Linked DNA regions of Sus scrofa: all the other regions are linked to region 2. Evidence: chromatin contacts called from public Hi-C and HiChIP or PLAC-seq data. All regions are on one chromosome and are shown on one strand. The core of a region is the stretch at or near the end of the contact, and the rest is flanking DNA. Distances in the headings are between cores, read along the strand shown.

Region 1 (2,700 bases), core at 75-2,574, 130 kb after region 2:
ACCAACTCCTTTTTCAATCTTCACCACAGCTGTCATTTCATCCATGGAGTGATCTTGGTCTAAAAAGAATTAAAAGATAACTTAAAGTTGGGGAAAGAAAAAAGATAAAATGAAGAAGGGTAAGGAAGACTAGGACCAAACAAAAATGACTAACAGGAAGGTGAAAGTCCCAGTATTTAAACAAACAAACAAAAAAGGATTGGGGAAGAAGAGACAGCTGTAGGGCTAGGAAGACCTGAACTGGGCCCCTTGGTGCCAAAACTGGGCCGCAGTTCTCCCTCGTACAAAATTAAACTCAGAAAACAATGAAAAGGTGCTTTTGGTATAGACAATGTAAGGGTCCGTGGACATGTTGAAGGAGTTTAAAAGTATCCTGCGGGGAAAAAAAGGAGAAATATAGATAAGGCATAAAACATGTGGGTGGATGGAAAGCTTGCTCAAATTAGGGTCAAAGGAGATGGAGAAAGGGAAGAATTCAAGTGTAGAAAGTCACAAGAGGAAAGGAAGGGGAAGGAGAAAAGATGAGATAAAAAGTTTTGTAGGGGGGAACATTTGTGAATACTAGAAAGGGGCTAAAGAGGTCCAGGGGTTAGAAATCAGGAGTTTCGGGGCGGACAGAGGGCGGGCCCTAGAAGGAAAGGGCGGTTTCGGGGTGAGGGGCGTGGAAAGGGCGGGACGGTAGGGGGAGGGGTAATCTACGGGGGGGAGGGGTAACCTTCGGGGGGTGGGGGGAGGAGGGCCTTGGGGCCGGCGGCGACCAGAGGGCGGACCAGGGAGGCGGTTGGCCCGGGCGGGGCCTGCACTGCTCGGGCCGCCCCCGCGGCTCCAGCCCCCGGCAGGAGGAGCCTCAGGCGGGCGGCCGAGTAGTGGGGGGTAAGGCCCGTCCCCCGTGGCTGGGGCGGGCAGGGGGCGGGCGAGGCCACGCTGCCCCCTCCCCCGGGGCGGGCGGCCCATCCCCCTCCTCCTCCGAGGCCCCGCCACTGCCCCTTCTCCCTCCCTTCCCTCCGCCCCGGGCGGGACCAAGGCCGCCGCCGCCGCCTCCCGCCCGCCCCCCTCACGGCGGGGACCGCCCGGTCGGCCCTCGCGCGCGCCCCCTCACTCCCCTCCCACCCCTAAGCTTGGAGTGGACTCATCCTTACCGCTCATGGTGGCAGCTGAGGGACGAGCTCAAGGGGGTCCTGTCCGGGGGGGTTGGGGGGGCCAGGAAAAACGCGGACGCTGACGAGGCAAGCGAACCCGGACCGGACAGGGAGGGGGGGGTAAAGAGGAGGGAGCAGCGCGCCACAAGCCCGGCCTAGGCCCCGCCCCTCCACTGCTGCCCCGCCCAATAAGGGAGGGTGAAAGGAGGGACTTGCAAAAGAAAGACAGGCAAATTACCCAATGGCGAGACTCGTTTGCTCTCTAAGGCGTGTAAGACAAAGTTGCGTGCGTGGTGTCCGCCCAAAAAGGGCGCCCTCTCAGTTTTAAAAGCCAATGAAAGGTGCAGGAAGTGAAGATAGGCGGGATTTAGAGATGATAGGCTTGGAGAGAAACCAGTCAACTGCCAGGCGGGCTCGCTGAGACGTAGGGATAGGAAGGGTTTTCATTGGAATGACAGAACAGCGACCAACCAAAACCCTGGGCAAGCCTGGGCAAAGTCCTGGTGGGAGGTGGTAAAAAGTAGACAGGAATGGGATAGGATGAAGCTTATCAAAACCAATCAGAAATCAGGCGGGCGGCCAGGAAAATTATGATTGGATTAACACTGAAAAGAGACGCGCTAGGACACAAATTGACGTGAATAAAAGCCAATTGAATGCTGCTTAAACTGTGAGGGCGGGAACCTGGAGTAGGCAGGGGAGAATTGGCGGCTGCTTCAGTCACTCAGCCCAATGAGGCAGCGAGGGAAGCCAGGCACCGCCTCCGGCTTGGCCAATGGGCGTTACTAGAGGCGCCAGTTGTCGGGGAGGTAACAGGGCTGTGCCAAGAGGAGTCCGTCGCCATTTTGGCCCTCCTCTGGGGACGTCTTTACCGTGATTAGGTGGCAAGGCTTCAGCAGAGCCCTGCAATTCAACAAGTGTCAGGGCCGAGCCCCGCGGCGCGTCGCATTTCTTCCTCGACATCAGGGCTTGTTTGAGTCTTCACTTAACCGCTTTTAAAAGTACCTCTCAGGTCTCCCCCCTCCGCGGTGGGCGGACTGGCAGGCGGATGCCTCAGAATATGGTGTAACCCCTGTGGGTGCTGGCGCAAGGAGATCTGGCGAGGGCGCTCATACAGTAGGTTAATAACGCACTGACCAATTTGCAAGGTCTTTGTGAGACTCCAGCAAACGCCATTTTACTAAATTCCCCCAAAGTTGATAGCTACTTAAGGCCGGTTAACTCTTCGAGAGCTTGCTTTTGAGGCTAAAGAGTGTTGGAGGACTTCCTGGAGTTCGAGGTCCTGTAAGCTGCTACCCCACCCCCGCCCCTGCCTCTACCCCGTAATTGTAAATAACGTTTAAACATAAAGCAAGTAGCCAGATAGAGTGCCTGCTTTTTGCAACTGCAAAGGTTAGAGGTGATTTTTCCCGAAACACCTGAATTTCTGGCTACTCATTCTGCCTCTCCTTTACCCTAGTTTTGGTGGAGGCAGCCTGCGTGGCCTGTCAATAACATAAAGCCATTCTCTTTCGCCCTTGTAGGTTCTATGTTGCCACTTCATTATCTACAACTCGGCACT
Region 2 (2,700 bases), core at 149-2,648:
GTTAAATACCTGGAACAGAGTCCAGAATAGCGGGCACTCACTCCCCAAATACTTCAATGAGATTTCGGTTTATCTCTTCTCATTTTTTTCCTCTAGGATGGTGACAATCTGCCAGAGCACCTGTGGCAGTCCTGCTTGTTCCTCTAATTCTCCCAAATCCTACCCACCTCACAGACCTGTGCTCCCACTCCAGTGACTCCCCCCCCCCTCCTGAAATCTCTCCTTCCCTCACTGGTCTTGGAGAAAAGGGCTTTAAAAAGACTCCAAGCAATAAAGCCAATGGGGCCCTGTGAATGCACACCCCAGCCAGGCTGCCCAAGCCTTCCTCACCAGTGCAGCTGGTGTCGCCAACGGTGACCCGGAAGGTGAAATTAGGCTGGTGGGCTTGGCCCTCGGCTTTGAGAAGGTCGTACACGGGCGTCTTCCCTATTCTGGTCCCATACTCCTGCAGAAGGCTGATCGGGGTCTTGCCCGGGTTGGCTGCCAGCATTTGCTCTATACTGGGGGGAGGGGCACAGACCCTCATCACACCTCCCCTCTCTGCACCCACCTGGCCAAGCACTGCCATATCAGACCCAGGCTCGCTATGGGGGACATAGGGTCCAGAGGACCTCAAGAAGCCATTGGCTGGGTTCAATGTGGAATAGAGGTGCAGGCTGGTAAAGCAGGGTCCACTGCCCCAGGGCAAGCGCAAAGCACTGTTCCTGTCTCAGTTAAGGTGGGGGAATCCTGTACCCCAGTGCAGGTTGAAAGTGCATGTCCCCTGACACAGTGCAGGCCAGGAACCCAGTACCCACCAAATGCACTGAATGTCGGGGGCATAAAGCCCATTGCCCCAGTGCAGTCTGGGAACCAGGCCAATCCCAAACTAGCTAAAGCCGGAGGCAGTGGCCACTGCCGGGGTGCATGCCGGGAACCACGGTCCACTACCCCAGTGCTTGCCGGGAACAACCCGCAGACCAGGTGCATGCTGGGGCCCGCGCCGCTACTCCCTCCGCACCACGCCACGTTCCGCGCCCTACGGGCTTTGGTACCAGGCGGCTCACCTGGGCAGCCCGCAGCCCGTGGTAGTGCCGGAGCCCTGCTCCTCTTCACTCATTCCCTCCTCCGTCCCCGCGGGCGCCACCGTGACTGTAGCCTCCACGCGCCCCAACACACCGCCGACGAGCTAGGGCCGGGGCCAAGCCCCGAGTCGCGGCCGGTCGGGCCCACCGCGGGGCATGCTGGGATATGCAGTCCCCCTCCCACCCGACTCTATGAGTCTTCATCAGGAGGACAGCTATCCGCCCCACAACTCTCCGCGTGGTCCGCCCAGGCTGGCAGCACCGCCTTCTGGGAGGAGCGGACCCCTCCACTATTGCTTCCCAAGCCGAGGATGTGTTTTTGGTTTGGGGGTTGGTTCGTTTGCTTGTTTTTATTATCGCCCCGCCTCCTTCCCTCCGCGTAGCCTCTCCCCAGGGCTGGGGCTCTGGGCGTGCGTACTAGCCGATTGGCAGCGGCTGGGGGACGGCGCCGTAAGGGCGAACTCGAGCTAGAAGGCCTCCGGATCCCAAGAAAACTACAGAACCCAGGAGCTCGCGCGCGTCATCTTTGTCGCAACTAGAGGGGCAGGGTCAAATATTCACGAAAAGCTTTGCAGCACAATTGGTTATTCCCGAATGGACCTACTTGCTCTAGGTGGATTGCAATTGGTTATTTCACCTAGAGAGGCGGGGACAAGAGAAGGCTCAGCCCCTTTGACTCCGCCTCTTTCTTGAGAAAAGGTTGTGATTGGCCCAGGGGTGATGCTGCTGTCGGTTCCTGGCTGTTTGCGGTCTGGGAGGGTGGGTCCTGCCTGCACGCGGGAGGGGACTATTCTCTGCCCCTCAGAGCGCCAGGCCAGTCAGTTTTAAGTCCAAGTTCATCTCTGTCTCAGTTTCCACTCAGCCTCTGACCTAAACCCTGGCTCTCGGGCCTTCGTCTCACAGAAACGACTACTTTTTCCTAGGTTGTCCTTCACTTCCCTTACCCTTAATTTTGCCCTGCAGCCGGTCGGTTTCCGCTTCTTTTCTAAAGCCTCTTTAGAATGGCTCTAGTGAACTTTTCTGTAGCTGGTTCCCCTACACCAGGAGACCCCCCTATGGAGCCTGAGAATCAGGCTATAATGGGACGACAGGATTAGAAGGACTAAGGCACATGGTGATCTCATTCCCTCTGCCTTGCGTCTTGTGTCTCTCAGCTAAAGAGAGAGCAAGAGAGGATTCTGGCCTGTTAAGACTAATTGACTAATGTGTGTGCAGAGCAGAAGGCGGATGTTGAGGTCCCGAGCTTCATTCCCTCCTCGCCGAAGTCTCACAGCCACTGGCCTGAAAGATTGTAGGGAGAATCTTGTGACCTTGGAGAAAGAGATCACGAAAAAATGTCTGAATCTAATGAGTGTTCTGAGAATGGGTCAGGGAAAAGCAAGTCCCCGCACCGACGGACTTGCTCGGTGCGGGGATGATGGTCCAGAGAAATCTTGGAGTAATAATGAGGGGTTATCCAGGAACACTAGCAGGGAACGGGGATTGAGCTGAATGGATCCCAGGTGGGTGAAACTGGAGTGGTGACAGGGGAAAGAAGGCTGTCAAGATCAACATGACGGGGGGAGCGATGCTAGAGCGCTGGGGTAGTCCCATCTGAGGGGCTCTTGTCTCAGGGTATAGCAGGGAGCTTAGAAGA
Region 3 (2,700 bases), core at 57-2,556, 150 kb after region 2:
TCTTTGCTCTTCTATAAGAAACCCATTTTGCTGGTAAAATACTGGCTTTTGTTTTAGGTTTATACTGTCATCATTTGAGTTCATAAAAGACCCCTCTCTAGTTTTTTTTCCCCCTCTTCATCCCTAAGCCCTTCCTCTCCTCCCTAAAAGCACCACTCTAATGTGTTTATTTGTCCCTGAATATATACACACTTGTTTTGTGGGTTCAATCTCTGTTGTGTTTAATTTGCCTGCAGAATTTAATTGTGCCATAAGTATAATCATTTTACTTTCTTTCACAGAACACTTTTTTTTTTTTACCTTTTAGGGCTGCACCTGCAGCATATTAAATTTAATCCCAGGCTGGGCGTCAAATTGGAGCTCCACCTGCCCGCCTGCTTCACAGCCATAGCCACTCAAGATCCAAGCTGCATTTGCAACCTGCACCACAGCTCATGGCAACGCCGGATCCTTAACCCACTGAATGAGGCCAGGGTTTGAACCCGAATCCTCACAGTTACTAGTCCAATTTGTTAACGCTGAGCCACAATGGGAACTCCCTATTTTTTTTTTTTTTTTTTTTTTTGTCTTTTCTAGGGCCACTCCCTCGGCATATGGAGGTTCCCAGGCTAGGGGTCGAATCGGAGCTGTAGTCACTGGCCTACACCACAGCCATAGCAGCTCAGGATCTGAGCTGCGTCTTGGACCTACACCACAGCTCAAGGCAACGCCGGATCCTTAACCTGGCAAGGCCAGGTATTGAACCTGCAACCTCATGGTTCCTAGTCAGATTCGTTAACCACCACGCCACGAAGGGAACTCCAGGCACTCCCTATTTTTATCTTTTTAAATTGAACTATGGTTGATTTACAATGTTGTGTTAGTTTCTGGTTAGCTAGCAGTGATTCAGATATATATTTTTTCCATTATAGTTTATTACAATATATTGAATATAGCTCCCTGTTCTATACAGTAGGATCTTATTTATCTATTTTATATACGGTAGTTTGTGTCTGCTAATCCCAAACTTCTAATTTATTCCTTCCTCTTCCCTCTGCCCTTTGGTAACCATAAATTTGTTTACTATGTCTATGAGTCTGTTTCTGTTTTGCAAATAAGTTCATTTGTATCATTTTTTTTTAGATCTCATATATAAGCGGTATCATGTGATATTTGTCTTTCTCTTCCTTTTAGGAAGTAAGTTTTTTTTTTGCTTTTAGGGCCACACCCACTGCATATAGAGGTTCCCAGGCTAGGGGTCAGATCTGCGCTCTAGCCACAGCAATGCTGGATCCTTAACCTGCTGAGCAAGGCCAGGGATTGAACCCACAAACTCATGGTTCATAGTTGGATTTTCTGCTGAGCCACGATGGGAACTCCTAGGCAGTAAGTTTTTATGTAATTTTTTTTTTCATCTTCTATGAGAGTTGTTTACCCCCATTTTTTAGACAAGGAAGTTGAGGCCTACAGAATTTGCACATATAGCAAGTGGCGGAGCTTGAATTCACACCTTAGTCTAACTTTCAAGACAGTGCATTTTACTACTCCAAACAGCCTCTATGTCATAAAAGCATGGCTGTTTACCAGGCTCTCTTCCACCAGATTGCACACTTCTTGTTAAATGCTATTTTGGACACTTCTGGCACATACCTGGCACAGTAGATGCTCAGGAAATGTCCGTGAAAGGCTGATAGGCAGGTGCGTGGGGCAGAAAATAGACCCTTGCTTGCTGAATTCCGGCCTGGCAGTCTGGATACTTTTGGAACTTTGACAAAGGTCTTGCCTTCTCTGAGTCAAGACTGGGGAAAGGTGCAGAATTAATACCATAACCCTCTGAGGCTTCTTCCCGCCCCAGCCCTTGCCTCAGCGCTGGCAGCTTTGCCATTGTTACCTTCAAAACGTGCCAACCCTCTGGCCCCAAGAACATGCTCTGGAGAGCAGGTTCATTGGCGCAGCGGTTGGGTAGCTCACTCCTGCCACCTGGTGGTACTTCGAAGCTTTGCTCCCTCTTCTTTCAGGGTCCCGGATCTAAGAAGGTGTTACCTGAAAAAGTCTAGAAGCTATTTGCACACTGCCCTTCCCTCCAAGAACTTTTCTCTGGAATCCCTTCCCATTTGCAGAACATACTGAGCTGAGCTGGATGGCGTTAAGACCTTTAAAGATTCTGAGCTCTGAGAAGATTGTGTGTACAAAAATATTTTCTTTTCTTTTTTTTAAGTCCCCCTGCTTTGCTTCCCTGTGTACTAAGCATCACTGGATATGGACACCACGGACCCGGCTTTGGAGAAGAGAAGCTTCCTAATTTAAGCCTATGGACCACTTGAGAGCAAAGGTTGTTGTGTTTTATAAACATTTGTCTTTCTGGGGACCCCACAGTGCCTGGGAGGTAAGAGGAGATAATCAATGTCCGTTTTTCGGTCTTTACCTGAAATGTAACCCTGGCTGGCCTGTTGTTAGGACCCTTGGAGACCACCTCTGCTTTATCACCACCTTGCAGGGGTGCCTAATGCCTATCTGCCTATCTCTCGCTCTCTTTTTTTTTTTTTTTTTTTTTGTCTTTTTGTCTTTTTGCCATTGTTTGGGCCGCTCCCGCGGCATATGGAGGTTCCCAGGTTAGGGGTCTAATCAGAGCTGTAGCCACCAGCCTACGCCACAGCCACAGCAACGCCAGATCTGAGCCGCATCTGCGACCTATACCACAGCTCACAGCAACGCCGGATT

The links. A called contact is a pair of places that touch in the nucleus more often than the background predicts. HiChIP or PLAC-seq counts read pairs in DNA pulled down with a chosen protein or histone mark.
Region 1: a contact with region 2 is called in an H3K27ac HiChIP or PLAC-seq map of alveolar macrophages. The contact joins the promoter of SP1 here to the promoter of TARBP2 in region 2. A contact is called at or near these places in 2 of 5 promoter capture datasets (fetal skeletal muscle and liver), 2 of 47 Hi-C or Micro-C datasets (fibroblasts and liver) and 2 of 2 datasets of contacts at active chromatin or transcription factors (alveolar macrophages and skeletal muscle).
Region 3: a Hi-C map of liver shows a contact between it and region 2, with 2.8 times the contacts expected there. The contact joins the promoter of SP7 here to the promoter of TARBP2 in region 2. A contact is called at or near these places in 3 of 5 promoter capture datasets (fetal liver, fetal skeletal muscle and liver), 21 of 47 Hi-C or Micro-C datasets (alveolar macrophages, blood, brain and 13 more) and 2 of 2 datasets of contacts at active chromatin or transcription factors (alveolar macrophages and skeletal muscle).

The regions. Positions count from the first base shown.
Region 1 is chr5:18,587,387-18,590,086 of Sscrofa11.1, reverse strand. SP1 (transcription factor Sp1) reads right to left here and starts at 1,324. Exons shown (of 6, transcript XM_005652567.3): 1 at 1,140-1,324; 2 at 1-59. The coding sequence starts at 1,146. It overlaps LOC102163309 (a long non-coding RNA gene), which reads left to right and starts at 1,451. Exons shown (of 3, transcript XR_002343962.1): 1 at 1,451-2,423; 2 at 2,663-2,700.
Region 2 is chr5:18,717,286-18,719,985 of Sscrofa11.1, reverse strand. TARBP2 (RISC-loading complex subunit TARBP2) reads right to left here and starts at 1,398. Exons shown (of 9, transcript XM_003126194.6): 1 at 1,047-1,398; 2 at 331-500. The coding sequence starts at 1,099.
Region 3 is chr5:18,565,274-18,567,973 of Sscrofa11.1, reverse strand. It overlaps SP7 (transcription factor Sp7), which reads left to right and starts at 1,306. Exons shown (of 5, transcript XM_021091715.1): 1 at 1,306-1,365; 2 at 2,198-2,311.